Regions from separate parts of the Neogale vison genome. Here region 2 is linked to region 1. The links are chromatin contacts, called in public Hi-C maps. All regions are on one chromosome and are shown on one strand. The core of a region is the stretch at or near the end of the contact, and the rest is flanking DNA. Distances in the headings are between cores, read along the strand shown.

The links. Hi-C and Micro-C count contacts between places; a contact is called where the count stands out from the background.
Region 2: a Hi-C map of muscle shows a contact between it and region 1, with 7 times the contacts expected there. The contact joins the promoter of SEC24B here to the promoter of GAR1 in region 1. A contact is called at or near these places in 2 of 3 Hi-C or Micro-C datasets (fibroblasts and muscle).

What each region holds. Positions count from the first base shown.
Region 1 is chr11:99,541,838-99,545,652 of ASM_NN_V1, forward strand. It overlaps GAR1 (H/ACA ribonucleoprotein complex subunit 1), which reads right to left and starts at 1,637. Exons shown (of 7, transcript XM_044224265.1): 1 at 1,519-1,637; 2 at 777-983. The coding sequence starts at 972.
Region 2 is chr11:99,892,125-99,895,939 of ASM_NN_V1, forward strand. It overlaps SEC24B (protein transport protein Sec24B), which reads right to left and starts at 1,806. Exons shown (of 23, transcript XM_044224285.1): 1 at 1,660-1,806. The coding sequence starts at 1,786.

The DNA.
Region 1 (3,815 bases), core at 387-2,886:
TCTTCCATCAAACCCTTCCTTTTTTTCCCTCACTTCCACCCCCCTCACAGTGCACCATGCCTGGATCATTGCATGCTGGTGGGCTAGGACCTATGACTCTACCCTTTGCACTCTTCAAACCATGTTGCACAACTGCTTTTAAGGCCCAACCTTATCTTTATATTAAACTCTCTTCATCATTTCTCCTTTTTGATGTAGGTTTCTACTGTCAAATCTGTGTCACATTCCACAGCTTCCATCCCACCTCATTGGTAATTATTTCAAAAACTACTCTAATTAGGTCTTTTTCTTGGCTTCCCCTCTATAATATCCCTTCCAAGCAATATTTCACACTTCTCTTACTTATGAACAGCAACTGAGAGCATGGGCTTTGGAGTCAGAAAAGCTTTGTATCTCAAACTGATCACTTATTACTATGATCCCTGTAAAGAAACCTAACTCTGAATCACAGTTTTCTTACCTGTAAAACGGGAACAACAGGAGTAAATACATAATACTACCTACGTAATAACTTCGTTTTCAGCCCAAGCTCAATTTCCACCTCCACGTACGCATTCTACGTGTTCTTTTGCTTTCTTCATCTTCCCTTTCTCATCACAGCAATAAAGCATTATTTCAAGTCAGTTTAAGCATCTCCAGAACTGACTCCCCAACCAAGCAGCAACTTCCGTATGAGAGCTGCTAGAGGTATCTTTCAGCATGTAACCCCCGAACTTAAACCCATAACCTCCGCCCCAAGCAGGCTAACAAGCAGGCTATGATTTAAGGCGACATACAAACTACATGTTCCGGAGGTCCTTGGTCCTGGCCCTTGTTAAAGCCTCCGCGGCCACCTCCTCGTCCAAATCCTCCTCGGCCGCCACCGCCGCCTCTGAAATTCCCGCCTCCGCCTCGGAAATGGTTGTTGCTGCCGCCGCGATTGAAGCCGCCACCTCGATTAAAGCCTCCCCGACCTCCTCCTCGAAAAGACATGCTTACTTTACCTGGTGAGAAAAAAAAAAGTGCGTACCGTTGGGTCACTGTGCCGTCTGGGTGCACCACCTAACCCCTCTGAGCCACGCTCAGAACACCATACGGGGGGACAATAATAAATACAGCAACCTTGCCACCTCACGCACGACCAAGTCGCTAGAGATGAACCTAAAAGGTGAGGAGAGTCACCTCCCCAGAGCCTGTGCGCGCTGACCGGACCACTCACCAGCCTCGGCGTCCCCGCTTAGTACCTCCTCCCCGAGCAGGCAAGAAGGTCTTCACAACGCATTCCCTTCCTCCCCCCAACCCTCCCTTAGCGGCATTCCGGATCCAGCCATTTTCGGACCCTTCTGCTCCCTACTCCAACTCACCTACGCCACGTGCACCTCCAGCCCCGCTGAGCACGCCCACCTGCCCTGTTCTTCCGCTATACACGAGCCTCCTCGGCCACCGTACCCGCACACACTGAGGGCGAAGCGAGGAGGGGTGGGGTGCGGTGGGAAACGGCTAGAAACTTGAAGGACTGGTTTACAAAAAGCCAATTACCGGCAGAACCCGGGGCGCCGTCGCCTTTCAGAACAGCCTTTTCCGCTGGAAGAGCAGCAGTACTATCTGACTTCAAACCCCAGTTCACGACAGGTCAACTTGCCTTCACCTACGTAGGAAGTGACGTATAATAGTGGCGTCCTTTGAATGCAAAGAGGCTGCAGGAAGTTCCCTCACGCTGTTGCCCTGGGAGATGGCTGGCGTTAGTGATCCGCCCTTCTCCCGGGAGCCTGCGTGTTCTAAGTGGCGGGGGACTGGCCGTGAGCCCTGGCTTTTCAGGCCGTGAAATGGTTTCCTCGTTCGTCAATTCATTGCCAGCCGCAGCAACTCTGCAGCCCACATCTCTGAGGACTTTTCAGCTGCGCTCTGCCCAGAGGTCGATCTGGTGGCATTGCAACCCCGTGCAAGGTCTTCCTGCGTTCTTGGGAGCGCTTGTTTCTCCCGGACCTTTTGAAGTATGTACGATTGTGAGCTGACTGCGCCTGTCCTCTCCTACGGTTTCATCAGTTAAAGGAAGAAAAACTGGGTGTATGTGTATCTTAAAAATATTTTTTTCTTTAAAAGTATATTTTATGTGACAAAAGCCAAATATTTTTATCTTTTGCACCAAACGGTTTATTGTTTGTCCAGTTGTTTTTGTTTTTGTTTTAACATGCTTTAGTTAAATAATCTCTACACCCAACGTGGGGCTCCAAAACACAACTGGGAGGTGGAGCGTGGCAGGCTCTTCCAACTGAACTAGCCCGGAGCACCTGTCCAGTACACTTTTAGCACTGACAGACTCTGGACCGTCTGTGCTGCAAGCCCCTCTTCCCCTTTAAGCCCTTGATATCTAATTTCAGCTTCCAGTGTAATTTCTTTTCCAAAGAAAGCTAGTGAACCGTTTATTAAATTTGGATGGTATCTTTTTTTTTAAGATTTTATTTATTTATTTGACAGACAGAGATCACAAGTAGGCAAAGAGACAGGCAGAGAGAGAGGAGGAAGCAGGCTCCCTCCTGAGCAGAGAGCCGGATGGGGGGCTCCATCTCAGGACCCTAGGATCATGACCTGAGCCAAAGGAAGAGGCTTTAACCCACTGAGCCACCCAGGGGCCTCTGGATGGTATCTTTTACACCAGAATTGTCTGAGACCTTCCCTTGGTATTTGACGCAGTTGAATACTGTGCCTCTGAAAGGGCAGAGATTGGTACCTACCTCAGAGGCTAATTTTGATTTGGAAACAATGTTGTAAACTTCACTATGAAATGCTAGAAATCACAATATGCCTTCTACACTAATACATAAACTTTTTGAGAAAGCCCCTAACAATCCTATGTATGAAAGGAACTTAATAAATATATTTTTTATTCAGATTTGGTAAATGTACTTTAAATTCTGTAGATCATATAGAAAATTACTCTTGACTGCCTTGCTCTATTTTGCTTTGCTTCATCTAACTTTTATGTTCAGTGTTTAGCTCCATTAGGTGTCCACTGCTAACTCTAACTCACTGTGATGAAATCATTAAAGTTTTTTAAGACCTTCCAGATTATCTGGTGCCCCTTTATTTTACTTATTGTCAGTAAAAAACTAACATTCAAGAAAGTGAAGTAACTTCTCCAGGCAGTTAGAGGAATAAAGTAGAACATTAGATTCTCAGAGTCTTCAGTCCTTTTCTGTGCCCACTCCCCATTTATTACTCATCCCAAATTGTGCATCATTCCAGCCACCTGCCAGCCCTCACAGTAGCATCATACTCCTCATTTCTGAATCTTTTGACTCAGATCTTTGAGCAGTCTCCTTTTGTCATTGTTAGCATCATCGCCACCCCAGCCTTGATTGATCTCTTATCCAAAGCTGTCAATTTCTATTAATTCCTGGAAGATAGCTTTCTGCTGTAATTACAGGCATCTTGTTGTCATTACCATACTTCCTGTGTTAATTCCTACCCTAAATCACTCAATATAATCTATAAGTATTGAAAAGTCCATAATAAATGTTTCCATGTATAACTTTTCTTCCATCTGTATTGCGTATGATGACATACTGACCTAACTAAAATGGTTTATTCTCAAGACCTCAGAGAGCTCTCCACATCCTTTAGAAACAAGTCTAGAGTAAAATCTCTCCATTGATTAGGTCCTGTAGTGATTAATTTTATTTTCTTCCTATATTGTACACCATCCCTCTGCTTAATCAGGCCAGCACGATTGCCTTGCTTCTCTTTCCTCCATTGTTGTCATATACTTCCTACTTAGAAAAGCTTCATTTCCTGTCTACCAGACCAGCTGTTTTCTATCTTTTCCATCCTGGAGG
Region 2 (3,815 bases), core at 556-3,055, 350 kb after region 1:
CTGCCTACTTGTGATCTCTGTCAAATAAATAAATAAAATCTTGAAAAAGAATCATTCACTAACAAAATAACGCATACCCAGAAAATCAAGAAAAGACAATCCTTGGATCACTGTTAAACATGGGTTTACAATACTCCAAAAGACTTGCAATCTCTCCTTAAAAAAACATGTGCTAGTTCCTTTACACAGAAGAACGTTTAAAAGGAAAAACAACAATTTATATCAAGTTTACAAGGACAAACACTGCTCAGAAATATGAATGTTCAGGACAGGAACACAAAATCTACTACACTGTTCACTCTACACCCTAGTAAACAATGACCACTGGAAGTAAAGCATGTAATATTGACAAGTATGGCTGATCCAAAAGATAGCCGGCCCAAGACATCACTTTTATGAAAAAAAAAAAAAAAAAAAATTCAACCTCTGATACTCAGGATAAACGGTATTCATGTTTGAAAAGTGTCAGCTGAAAAACCACATAGTGGCTGAACTGATTTATATAGTCCAGTGAATTTCCATTAACCATTTGGACAAAACAGGTCAGTCTAACAACTGTTTGAAAAGTACTAGTGTAGTTTTGTTCTCTTACAAAAACAGGGCCTTTTTCATGACTTTCGAGGGTTCTCATCTAAAATACTATCAAGTTTATAACGTGAGGTCCCCCTTCCCCGGCACCACCCACAAACATTCAGATCCCAACGATCAGGGAATAAATATCCTAGAAATGATCGTTTTTCACTTGAATCTCCCGCATACTAAAATGCTACGACTTTAGCATGAACGCGGCTTTCAAGTCGCACTGGCTGCAGCCTGTGTGAAGGCCTTGGAAGCTTCCCTCCAAGCGGGGCTAACTCTAGCATGCTGTCGTCTTTCTGAAAGTGGAGCTGGCGGAAAAAAAAAAAGCCGCCCCCCCCCCCACAATCTAAAGGTGTTCGTTTAAATCCGTCTGACACCTGCTCCCTTTCCAACACCACAAGCAGACTCTGAACGCCAGAGCGGCAGCCGCAGCAGCAATGACAGAGCCTGCGGCCGAACTGGGTCAGGATTAGGGTTACACTTGTGTTGCATATTTACACCCTTTTGTCTACAAACTTGAGCGCTAACTTAAGTTCCCTTCAAGGCAACGTGCTCGCTGGGCCGCAGAAATCAAAGCAATTTTCCTGAGACGGGAAGGGCACAATCCGTACAGCTCGCGGGCTACACCAGGCTTCCCCACACCGCGCACTCCGCGGCCTCGGCTTTTCGCCGGCGAAAGGGTCGTTCGGGGCAACTCGCCGGCGCTCAGGCCGGGTTACGAGGGTTTTTTAAAGCGGACCTGGGCCCCTCCTTGTCCACCTCCCCTACTAACCCCGGACGCCTTCGGGCCTAGGGTCACATTACGTAAACAGCCCCGGCCCCAGCTTTCCCGGGTCGGCCCCCGCCCCCGCGCCAGGGCGCCCGTCCCCTCCCCCCCGCGCCCCGCACCCAACGCCCCGCGCCCCCCCCCACAGTCCGCCCCCAGCTTAGCCTCGTCCGCGGCTCCCCTCACCTTCGCCCCCACCCACGGCATCCCCCGCCCCATCACCCCTCTGGGCCGGGCCCGGTGTGTCCTGAGCGGCCGCGCAGGCTGCCCCGCCGGCGCTAGGCCCCGCGCTCCGCTGGGGCGGGCCGCCTCACCGTTCTGCTGGTGCGGCGCCGGGCCCGGGCCTGCGGGCGTGGCGGCTCCTGAGGCTGTGGCTCCGCCAAGCTTGGGCGAGATCCGGGCGCTGGCGGCCGGATGAGGGGACTCGGCGGGGGCCGACATGACGGCGCGGCTGGCGGCGGCGGCGGCTCCGCTTCGGGGAGATGGGCGGAGGGAAGGGAAGGCGGGGCCGGAGAGGCGAAAGGAAGAGGAAGGAACGCGCCCCGCGTCACCGAGGGAGTCGCCCGGGACCGCGGCCGGGCGTGCCGGCGCTGCACCGCGGAGCCAAGCTGGGCCGCCGCGAGTGCCGCGATCCTGGCCTCTGGCCTCTGGCCCCTGACCCCTGGCCAGTCCCGCCCGGCGGTGCTGCGCGCCCCCAACGCTGAGTGCGAGGTTCCAGCCTCGGGTCGGTCCCCGCACCGCGGGCCTCGGGCCGCCGCTGCAACGCCCCCTGCCGGCGGAAACGCGGCGCTTTCAGGCCCAAGGCGGAGCGGGGGCGGGGGGGGGGCCGCGGCCTCACTGCCAACTTGGCTACAAAGGCTCCGGCCTCGGCGTAGCCAGGGTCGCTATGAGGCGGGAGGGATGGACCGCGGTAGGAGAAGAAAACCTGGGCCGGCTCCCACCGGTGCGGAGGCAGGCGCGCGGCGAGCCTGGCGCGACGTTGCTGCGAGGGTGATCCGAGAGCCGCGGGATGACATCCGGTGCCCCGGGGCCACGCTGCACCGGGCTGACCCCACCCACCCGTTCTCCCTTCCCCCGAAAGAGAACCCTGGATTCGGTTTTGGTTTTTAATCCTGAATTTTACCCCCCTTACTTTTAACTAAAGGAAATATGAGTTTCAGGGTCCCTGAATTCCCAGGGAATTCTAACCCTCGGCAGAGGAGAAGGAAACATTTCTCTTTGATAAGCACAAGAATCGAAATAATATTCTAAACTTTTCCCGCTGAGTTAAACCTCGGGAAAAGGGAAGGAGAAAACAGTAAGAGAAACTGGAGGACAAGCTTTATCTTTATGATTTTTGCCAAGGGTAGCTTCATTCTTTTGATGTTTAGAAAAGAAGCTCCAGCATCCGAAGCAAAAATTCAGTTTGCTTCCTCTACATTGAAATTTTTGAATCCCTGACCTGTCCCAGCATGCTAACAGGCAAGCAAGTCTTGGACTACATTAGCCAAGTCGTCTCGCCATCTTGGAATTCTGAGTATGCTACCATCACTCTGTATTCGAAATGAAATTGCTCAGAAACATCATTGAACTCGAAATGGGATCTAGCAAGATATTTCTGGAGTGATAAGTCTAATTTACTGAATTAATTATGGAGATCATGTAGTGTGTTCCGAAATAATGCAAAGCTTGCCTCTCCTCATTGCCATAAATTAATGGTACTTGGTGCTTTAATGACCCAAATGGACTACAAATAGGATTTCAGTGGTTGGGTTTGTACTTTTGGGTTTTAGGATTTTCAACGATATATCACACTCCACTGAGACAGAGGGAGAAGCTGTTTTCCAACACTTTTCTAGGAGTTTTTTGAAAAAAGGCTCAGAAGAAAAACTCCTGGATAAGGGCTACCATTATGAGGGTAAGGGAATAACGAGGCAATTGGTATTGTGCCCCTGAATGTATTTTCCTGGGTATAGGAATCCCATTTTCATCACAGGTATATGGAATGAAGGTGAGCCCTGTTACTTTAGGGGTGACTCCTAATGAGGTGGGCTGGGACCATATGTTTCCTCAGATCTTCGCCACAGTCTTTACAACCTAAATTGCTTCCACTTTGTCCACTAATTCACTGTGGTTTTTTCTAGTATGGTTATAAGAATCTTTTGCATGTCAGATCCTACAACCTTTTAAAAAATGTTATTTCAGGGGCGCCTGGGTGGCTCAGTGGGTTAAGCCGCTGCCTTCCGCTCAGGTCGTGATCTCAGGGTCATGGGATCGAGTCCCGCATCGGGCTCTCTGCTCAAGCAGGGAGCCTGCTTCCCTCTCTCTCTCTGCCTGCCTCTCCATCTACTTGTGATTTCTCTCTGTCAAATAAATACATAAAAATCTTTAAAAAAAAATGTTATTTCACTCCATTACTTTAAGTTCCATGACTGTCATCAATGGAGAAAAGTAGGGAAAAGAGGAAGGATTGAATGAATACTTAACCATG